2 separate regions of the Mus musculus genome follow, and region 1 is linked to region 2. The links are chromatin contacts, called in public Hi-C maps. All regions are on one chromosome and are shown on one strand. The core of a region is the stretch at or near the end of the contact, and the rest is flanking DNA. Distances in the headings are between cores, read along the strand shown. Region 1 overlaps Dmgdh (dimethylglycine dehydrogenase precursor). Region 2 holds the start of Bhmt (betaine-homocysteine methyltransferase).

Region 1 (4,804 bases), core at 1,308-3,807, 52 kb before region 2:
ACCCCCTATAGAACAAGAAAGGGCCTTGAACTTCTGACCCCACTGTCCCTGTCTTCCAGGTGCTGGAGATTGTCAAGTGTGCCGGGCAAGCACGCTGCCTTGATCCCTGATCCCTGGAGTTTGATCATGAGCATAATCAGTAAAGAACAAAGATAAAACCTGAAAGGAAAAAGCCACCTAAGTTGTCAAGACACAACTAGAGCAGAAAAGAATGGAAACCGGGGTAGTGGATAGGTGAGGATGGAGGGGAACGCCAGGCGGGGAAAGGGGAGGGCTGGTGGCTTACCTGCAGCATTCACAATCCTATTTGCTCTCACAGATCCTTGTGGAGTCTCCACATCCCATGTCCCATCTGGCCTGGGCTTCAGAGATGTCACTGGTGCTGGATACTTTAGAAGGGCCCCATATTTCCTAGCACCAGCAGCCAGGGCCATCGTCAGAGAATAAGGATCAATGTGGCCATCTCCTGGGTTATACAGTCCGGCTAAAATCTAAGTCAACCATAAGAAAGTCAATATTCAAAGAAATGTATGCTTATTACTCAACACAATTATAGCCTGCTGACAAATGCTTAATAAAACTAGACTTTAAAGTGCATCAACATTTAGACATATACATAGCTGAGTGGCAGAGTGCCTGCCTGGCATGCACAGGGTTCTAGAGTTTGATGCCAGCAGAGAGAGAAAGGATCTCAACAGCAGTTAACATGTCTTTTCTTTTTTAAGTCATACTTAGATTTGAGCAAGATACGCAATGAGAGCTTAGTCACTCATCACCATGAAGCCACTTGATAAAGCTTTGCAATGGTCTCCATGCCACTAAGAACAAAGTGTATAGTTTCCAGTCTTCTGGCAGCTATTATCTGCAGTCAGTGGCTAAAGCTAATGTTAAGTTCTAGTCAATGGGGTGCAAAGGAAAGGATTATATGGCAGCTTCCAGAGCCACTCCAAGAAGATAACTAGCGTATGCCCATCTTTGTTAGTTTCTCCATCCTGGGGTCTGAAATTCAGATGTGATGGCTGGGCTCCAACTGACATATGGAACACTAACACAAGAGTCAAACCCCTGGACTGGCAACGTAATGATCTAGAGGGTGGCCTGATCATTGAAGCCTTGATGGCTTAGTGGCTATTTAATACTTTCTCAATCAGGGTTTCTATTGCTGTGAAGGACCACTACGACCAAAGCAACTTGGAGAGGAAAAGGGATTTTCAGCTTAGGCTTCCACATCACTGTTCATCACTAAAGGTAGACAAGACAGGAACTCAAGCAGGGCAGGAACCTGGAGGCAGGAGCTGATGTGGAGGTCATGGAGGAGTGCTGCTTACTGACTTGCTAATCATGGTCTATTCAGCCTGCTTTCTTATAGAACCCAGGACCACCAGCCCAGAGGTGGCACCATCCACCATGGCTGTGCCCTCCCTACAGGCATTTCTCAATTGAGGTTACCTCCTCTCACATGACTTTAGCTCATGTCAAGTTGGCATAAGACTAGCCAGTACAAGTACTTAAATAATGAGAAAAAGACTTAAGCATTATTATTTTGGTTTTTCAGGTTTAAAGCCAAGTCTAATTCTAATTGATATATCAGTTATAACATTTAAGTATTCAATATTGTAAATATATTTATATGTTAGTGTATACCCAATATCAGCTAGGTCTGATGGTGTAGGTCTGTAATCCCAGCTATTAGAAAGGCTAAGGCAGGATTCCAAGTTCAACACCTGCCTGGAATAGAATGAGTTCAAGAACAGCTTGGAAAGCTTTTGGAGACCTTTCCTCAAAATAAGAAACAAAAAATGAGCTGGGGTTATAGTTCGGTGCTAGAGTGGTAGCCTAGGGTATGAGTGTACTAGATTTCAGTATATATGTGCACATTTGTGCTTGATGAAAATGTATACTGGGTTTATAATCCAACTTCTTGCACACCTCCTCTGTGTTACGACTTCAGCCTAGGTACTCTGAGGGAATGAAGGGGGATGACGTGAGCTGACAGAAGCAGCATAGCAAATGATATAACAAGATCTCATCTATTTGGCAAGAAAATGCCAGCAACTATGAACAGGGAGTCTTGACAAATATTTTCCCTGCATCTGTTTAGATTATTTTGGGCTCTTTGCCCTTTGTTACTGTGATAGTATTACACTGATTAACATTTAGACTTTAAACCAACCCTGCATTCCTGGGACACACTCTACTTGGCAATATCATAGAATTGTTAATTCAGTTTACTAGATTTTTATTAAAGACTTTCACATCTAGATTTAGAAAGAACAATAGTATGCCTTTTCTTCCTTTGTTTTTGTTTGGTTTCTATACCAGAGACATACTAGTGTTATAGGTTGTATAGGAACATATTCAACTCTAATTTTAGAAGACTTTGTGAAGGATTCATATCAATTCTTCAACTATAACTATCTGTTAGAATTTATCAGAGATGCCATCTAGGCCCAGATTTGTTTTTTTACTAAAATTTAATCTTTGTACTTATGTATCCAGTGCAAGAGACTTTGGGTTTTGATGGCATTCACACCATGGTGACTTGCGGATGTCACGCTGGTGTTTTGTAATGGCTTTGTGCTTTCTGCAGTGATCCCATGGCTATTTGGCTTGGCATGTCCTGGTCCATGTGTTTCCATTGCTTAAGAACTTTTAGGAAATCTGTATTGATGAGAGCTTCTAAGGAAGTGTTTCAGAGTTGACATATAAAGGGATATAAATGGATTCTTAGCAGTATAGTGGAGGTGGACTTCGATGAAGACAATGCCATCACACAAAGCCATGGACAAGAAAGAGTCCCTGCAGCCTGTAAAAACTCACAAGAGCACAACGCCCCAGCACCCACAGCAGTTACACAAACACTCAGAGACCAGAACTACTGACACAGTCACTACCAGGGAAATGGCTGTCTGCTTCCCCAAGCAACCTGCTGTCTCCCCATACCCAGGACAGAGTCAGAGAGGGCCCAGGGTTCAAAACTTTCCTCCAGCTCTTCTAAACTGAACAAAATTATCCTACTGTGTAAATTGTTTAAGTTTCTGTTTTCTGGGTCATAGTAGCCAGAGTTTGCATAGAAAGGGCTTAGCGTGGTCTCTTTTACATAAATACTACCACAGTAATGTTGCCAATATTCTGCTAAAGAAAGAAAAAAATACTATGCTCAACTGGAAGGATAAAAAAAAAACAAAAAAAAAACATTAAGTTCCCTGTCAAGTGGATTCCCTTAAGGAGATTCAAAGTTAGTCTAGATCTTTGCCCAGAATGGTCTGAGAGGGAGGCGCCACCAGGAGCAGGCAGCATAGGAGGGAGTATGGCACAGGGCTTCTTGACTTTTAAAACTTCAGCAGTCCCTTCTAGAGTCGTCATAGCAGCTGCCATCCCCCATCAGACAGCTGGTGTGTAAAAGCACTTCAGTCTGAGGGAGCCGGTCACAGAAAGGTATAGAAATGTTTCCTTAGTTGTCACTAAAAAGGGGTTTCGTTGTCCCTGCAGACATCCCTTAATAACGGCCTACACTGTGACCTGCCCACAGTGTAACACCTACCGTCTAATGTTGGTATTATGGACTGTATACATCCATTATTTCTACTTTTAATGAACTCATTGAAACATATTATTTTAACATAATTTTTAGTTCAAGTCGACAAAGTGAAATTGTCCTTCCAATAAATACCTTGTTCATGTTGAGTAAAGGGAACAGCTCGTGGATTTTTTCAGGCTCAATAATATACTGTTCCGTGGCGTGCCAGTTGGTTCGCGTCATTTGGTATTTAAATTCGTCCACCCTTACAGGAGTTGTAGCAAGCCTGATACTACCTGGTTGATGGAATCCCACCACCTGTGACAATAATTCCAGGCAAAGCACATAAATAAATTGTCTTCAGGCACTCAAACAGTTCCCTAGCACAGTGAAAAATCTAGTAAGAGAGGTTTATAAGGTGGCGATCATTATCGAGACATAAGACATTTGCATCTTACGAAGAGATATTTGTTCAGCAGCAGTTTAGTCGGTGTTCCTGTAAGCTGGGCAGTACTGCAAACCTGAGGAACTGGGTGAAAGAAAGGGAGGCGAAGCTCTGGTGTGATGGAACTGTCTGTCTGTCTGCAGGGAACTGTCTGTCTGCAGGGAACTGTCTGTCTGCAGGAAACGGTAGGGCAGCTGGAGCAAACAGTTGCACAGGCTGAGGGGTTGAGTGCAGACTCAAGAGGCAGGACAGAAAGGGAGAAGGCCAGCCAGAGGACAGAAGGAGGAACTGCAGAGAACCAAAGTGCTGAGAGGGATTGTAACCTAACGCTCATTTGGCATCTCTTGGTTGTTTTTGTTTTTGTTTTTGTTTTTGTTTTTTCGATACAGGGTTTCTCTGTGTAGTCCTGGCTGCCCTGGAACTCACTTTGTATACCAGACTGGCCTCTAACTCAGAAATCTGCCTGCCTCTGCCTCCCAAGTGCTGGGATTAAAGGCGTGCGCCACCACCGCCCGGCACATTTGGCATCTCTTAAAAAGTCTTTCTGTTTCAGTGAAGTCCTGGGTTACCAAACAGGAGGGCAGTCCTGGCCTTCAAACGGCTCACATTCTGCAGGGAAGACCAACTACTAAAGCAACAACAGTGGCACACGTGTGTTAGAGCAGTGTGCACTCATGAGCTTACCAGTACACAACAGGGGTGGGCCCTCTGTGTCTCGTGAGGGGGAGGTGGATCCAGCCAGAACAGGTAGGAAGAAAACAACACAGACTTAGAAAGCAGATGCTGTTGAGGGCAAGAAAAGCACTTGAGCAATGGAAATAGAGGCAAGGCAAGGGAGA
Region 2 (4,867 bases), core at 876-3,375:
TCAAAGAACACAGGCATTCTCCCAAGACCTGCCTATTACAGAGCATGCTGCCATGGACTTAGTTCTTTGGGATCAGGGCAAAGGAACTGGAGATGTGCTGATTGTAAGAGTTCTTCCCATCTGCCTGTAGGGATGCACAGCCCTGTGGGGAAATAAATAACAACCTGGAGAAGACACATCTGATGCCTGGGCACCATAGCACTCAGCAAACTGTGGGTTTAGTATCCAGCGTGGAAACGGCAGGTGGATGGCATTTCCATAGACCTAGTTGAGGGCTGGAAGAAAAGGTATAAAAATCTTTCAGCAGCTGCCTATGAATCATGTGGGGAAAGGAGAAGTCAGTGAGCATTCAGAGAACAAAGAATCCCCACATTCACATACGAATTCTAATAAACATGCTTATTCTGAAATGGACATAGCATTTCCCCAGAAAGTTGGTGGGCTGATCAGAGTAGTTATTTCCTGGGCTAGGAAAGATGGCTCAGCAGGGAAGAGCACCCCCTGCTTTTCCAGAGGACTTGGCTTGGATTCTCTAAAGCTCCAGGGCATCTGATATGTGACTGGTTCTTCACGGTCACCTGCACTTGTGTGCACACATGCATGCTCATATACATAATTCTAAGTCTTCTTTTTTTTTTAAAGATGGTTTTATCCAGAGCAAGGACTTGAATTTGCAACAGCAGCTAGGACAATCTTTTTTTTTTTTAATTGCTGTATGATTATATTATTTACTAAAACTTCATGATTTGTTTCCAATTTAAATCTACTAGGTTTTGTTTGTTTGTGCATTGCCATTTTGCCTGCATATATGTCTGTGTGAGGGGAGGATATCAGATCCCCTGGAACTGGAGTTGCAGACAGTTGTGAGCTGCCATGTGAGTGCTGGGTATCAAACCCGAGTCCTCTGGAAGAACCGCTAGTGCTCGTAACCACTGAGCTATCCTTCTAGCCCAAAGCTACTAGTTTAAAATCCCCACTGTTTTGTAGGGTCTGGATATGTGTGTAAACCCAGGTAAAGCCCTCTAGTGCCTGGAGTCCCCAGTGTAGTGCACCAATATCGGCTATTACTGCTATAGACAGCAAGGGCATTCATTAACTATTACTTACTTAGCTTCTCCAGGACATTAGTGGGGGAAGATGTGGACCCTGCCAAAGATGGCATTAATGTACTGTGAATGTACCTCGTTCTTCCAGACTCCTGATAGTGTATAGGGTTGATGGATGGGGGTGGCGGGAGGGGCAGTAAAATATTGTCTGTCACTTGAATTAATTTCAATATATCTTTTCTCTCTTTTTTTCCATTTTTAAGTTTTTACATATTTATCAGAGGGAAATGGACTTGTAAAAAAGCTGTCTCATTGTATATCATTCATACATCACTTTAAACTTTTACCAATGTGTTGTCTGCTACTGTAATTTCTTCTGCATGTGTGCAATTGAGACCATTGTTCCGCAGGAGGAAAATAGCCTCCAGTGCTTATTTGTTGTCTTTAAGTATTTACTAATATGTTGGGCAGTTTTTGTAGGTGAGATCTCTAGTGTTTTTATATCATCGTGTTTTTTTTTTAAATATTTAGGGAATTATCATGAATCGCCAAAGGTTAAACACCTTTTTACATCAGCAGTCCGCTGCGCTCCACTGCACTGGAGGCTGCTTCTGGTTCCTCTGGGGTTTGCTTCGCTTTGGTTTTTCATGTGGAGCTTTAAGATCTTCAGGATCTTTTCCATTTTGCCTTTTACTTGTTAGACACTGTGCTTGTTAGATGGTGCCACGGTTACCAGAAACCGCCAAAAGCCTGCCTGTAAGGTCACTGAGAACAAACCCACTACTTGGAGGATTGGCACTGAGCGCTTCTGCAAAGGGCAAGTTATGTTACTTGTGCCAGATGTAGGTCATGCAGTTTACACTCTGTGCCAAGTTCTTGCCGGGCATCGCATCCTCATGCAATGATCTTGTATCTTCGCCTTTGTCAAATATTTGGTCACTGAGTGGAATTCTTGGGGGTATGGTCTGGCAGCTTAAGTGGGTCATGGATACCTGACCCCAGATCAAGGTCAGAGGCCTGCTATTGGACAAAGGTCAGTGTGCAGACGAGCTAGCAGCGACCTCAGTATTTTTTTCTTATCTTAACTTCGCGTTTCCACCCATCTAGGAGACCAATCTCGACTTCTCCTCCCACAGGCAGCTTCCCAGCTAGCCCCTGGCCTAATTCAAAGGCTGGTGGGCGTGTTCCCTGCCTGAGGCCATGTGTTGGACCTGGCCAAGGCTAGGGAACTCTAGCTGCTGTATAAAGAGACCAGCAGCGGCCCAGCAGCACAGACTTTGCTGGGAACAGCTACCCTCCAATCCGCAGCTGTGTTCAGCGCCACTCACTACACCGGAAAGATGGCACCAGTTGCTGGCAAGAAGGCCAAGAAGGTGAGTGTGCAGGGAGCCGGAGAGAGCTCTCAATACACCATCAGCTGGGTACCCCCAATGTCAGCAAGCGCAGAGAGGTGCTTGGAGCCTGGCTGTGGCCCAGCATCCTTCTAGTTGGCAGTGTTAGGTCAAAAGGGGCACTCAGAACTTTGAGTTCTGACTGGGGGTTTCTTCTAACAATAGTGTATTCTATATGGTCTCTGGCCCTCCTGCACTTCTGGCTCCACCTTGGACCTATCTGTGGAGTGACACAAGGCACAAGACAGCCACTTTGGATGTCAGGGTGCTCCCTTCAGCCCATCAGACTCAACCCTTCATGAGTGCAGCACCCCTAAAGACCAGAGAAATATCCCAGAGAAGCTGCTCATGGATCCAGGGGTGCAATTTCCCACAGTGGGAGTTGGCTCTGGCTGGTGGCTTGCCGGGTGCAGGAGGGGCAGGCAGCTGCAGAGCCGGCCCGATTGCCTTACGGTTTCAGAAACAAATAAGTAGAATGGTTTTAAGACGCTGAGGAAGGACTGTTCACAGAATTCTAAAAAAACAAAATGCCTGCTGGACCCAGGAGGTCAGTCCAAATCTGACCTTCTGTGTTAGGGGATGTAGGCATAGATGGGGATAATATACTTGGATCTGATATCAAACCCAGGCACACAAGACCTCAGGAGGTGGCTGGGAGACAGATGGAGCCAGGCTGACCATAACCCTCAGTTCTCCCCTGCTGGGGAACCACCTGAGTGTGCCCAGTTTGTAAAGGGACAAACACCAATTCAAAAAGACATCTATGGGAGGGGGAGGAAGAAAGCTAACCCTGTTAAAATGTAAACACCATGCCCCTGAGGGAGACTTCATGCCAGTGTGTGAGAAGGGTATGTGAGTCAAGTAAGGTTTCAATTACTGCCAGTCCATAGATTTACTAAATGATGTCCCCTGAAGACTACAAAGATGGCTTATCACACCACACACACACACACACACACCTCTTCTTTGATCCCATTTGTAAAACCATGGATTCTAATCCACTTCCCAAATTCAAGTTTACAAATGTCACCAGCCTCTCTACTAGGGGCTGATGGGGCATGGATGAAATCCCAGCACTCAGGAGAAAGAGGCAAGAGGTTCAGAGTTCAAGACCAGTCTAGGCTACACAGTGCTACAATGTCTGAAAACACAATACAGTGGGGGGAGGGGCAAGATGGGGGAATTTTTAGAGAATTATCAAGAACAGAATTGAGTGGCATAAGGGCACCTCCCCAATACCTCTGTTTCCATATAAATGTTAAAAAACGAGGGCTAGGCCGGGCGTAGTGGCGCACACCTTTAATCCTAGCACTTGGGAGGCAGAGACTGGTGGATTTCTGAGTTCAAGGCCAGCCTGGTCTACAAAGTGAGTTCCAGGACAGCCAGGGCTACACAGGGAAACCCTGTCTCGAAAAACAAACAAACAAACAAACAAAAACGAGGGCTACAGCTATACAGAGAAACCCTGTCTCAAAAAAACCAAAAAAAAAAAAAAAAATTAAAAAAACCTAGGGCTATAGTATGCATTTAAAAGATATGACAAGGACACTTATTAATTGCAAAATAAAATCTGGATAAAATAAAAAGAACAGCATCTGCAACATTTTGATATACATTCTGCTAGTTGTCCAGGCAAATATATGCTTTAAAAGAATAAGCTGATGTTAAATATGTTCTTTTAATAATTTACATACACACACACACAAAGCTTTTCATAGTGCATCCCACTGTTTAATTTAGAAACAAACAAAAAAAATTCTGAGATTTAGGGAATTAAAAGCTAGTAGAATCTAAGTGTATGCTGACATAATCACTTCACAACATGATTACCATGATAAGGAAACTACCCCTATTTCCAAAGATCAGATTCCTGGCTATGCTGTGTGCTAAAATATCGTGTACTAAACTTGAAATTGTGTTCAATGAGATACGTTAATTGCCACTGTGTCACTATTTGCACTGGAAGTGAGTCATAGCTATTTATAGGACTATTGTTTGTGTGACATATTTATATTATATATGATATATATCTATATATCCCCATCACATGCATATATTTATTAATTTATATACATATATATGTTTAATTTTAAATGTAGTATTTAGACACATTGTAATCATGATATATATTTGAATTTCAAAGTTCACATGAGCAATTCTGCATCTTTATAGTTGTTTATTAACTCACAGACTTCCAGGCTTAGCCATGGAGAGCGTACATCCTCATGTGATTTCCAGTTCCACACTAAAGATGTCAATGGGTTCTCTCTGAGCACTTGCAATCCTAACAGTGTGGGGTGGGGCTATGGAGGAGGAGAGTTAAAATGAAGGAGGCTCTACGGAGATACAGAGGGATTTTACTGCAAAAGCCTGCGGTCCCTCATGCTGTTTACATGGCCTGTGTTCTCTTCACAGTTCTAAAGATCCACC

Evidence for each region. A called contact is a pair of places that touch in the nucleus more often than the background predicts.
Region 1: a Hi-C map of liver shows a contact between it and region 2, with 2.5 times the contacts expected there. The contact joins the enhancer-like site here to the promoter of Bhmt in region 2. A contact is called at or near these places in 6 of 39 promoter capture datasets (the 3T3-L1 cell line, the C10 cell line, liver and 1 more), 11 of 484 Hi-C or Micro-C datasets (cortical neurons, embryonic fibroblasts, embryonic stem cells and 3 more), 5 of 115 datasets of contacts at active chromatin or transcription factors (embryonic stem cells, hepatocytes, liver and 1 more) and 2 of 9 other capture datasets (adipose tissue and pancreatic islet).

The regions. Positions count from the first base shown.
Region 1 is chr13:93,687,559-93,692,362 of GRCm38.p6, reverse strand. Dmgdh (dimethylglycine dehydrogenase precursor) reads right to left here. Exons shown (of 16, transcript NM_028772.3): 4 at 3,674-3,838; 5 at 287-491. Among named protein-coding and RNA genes, the nearest start is that of Dmgdh, 16 kb to the right of the region's middle. Within about 2 kb of position 2,557, at least 4 of the 459 cell types and tissues checked have an H3K27ac peak or open chromatin away from gene starts, as enhancers often do. A contact at or near this core is called in hepatocytes and liver, where this site is marked.
Region 2 is chr13:93,635,016-93,639,882 of GRCm38.p6, reverse strand. It overlaps Bhmt (betaine-homocysteine methyltransferase), which reads left to right and starts at 2,125. Exons shown (of 8, transcript NM_016668.3): 1 at 2,125-2,419. The coding sequence starts at 2,387.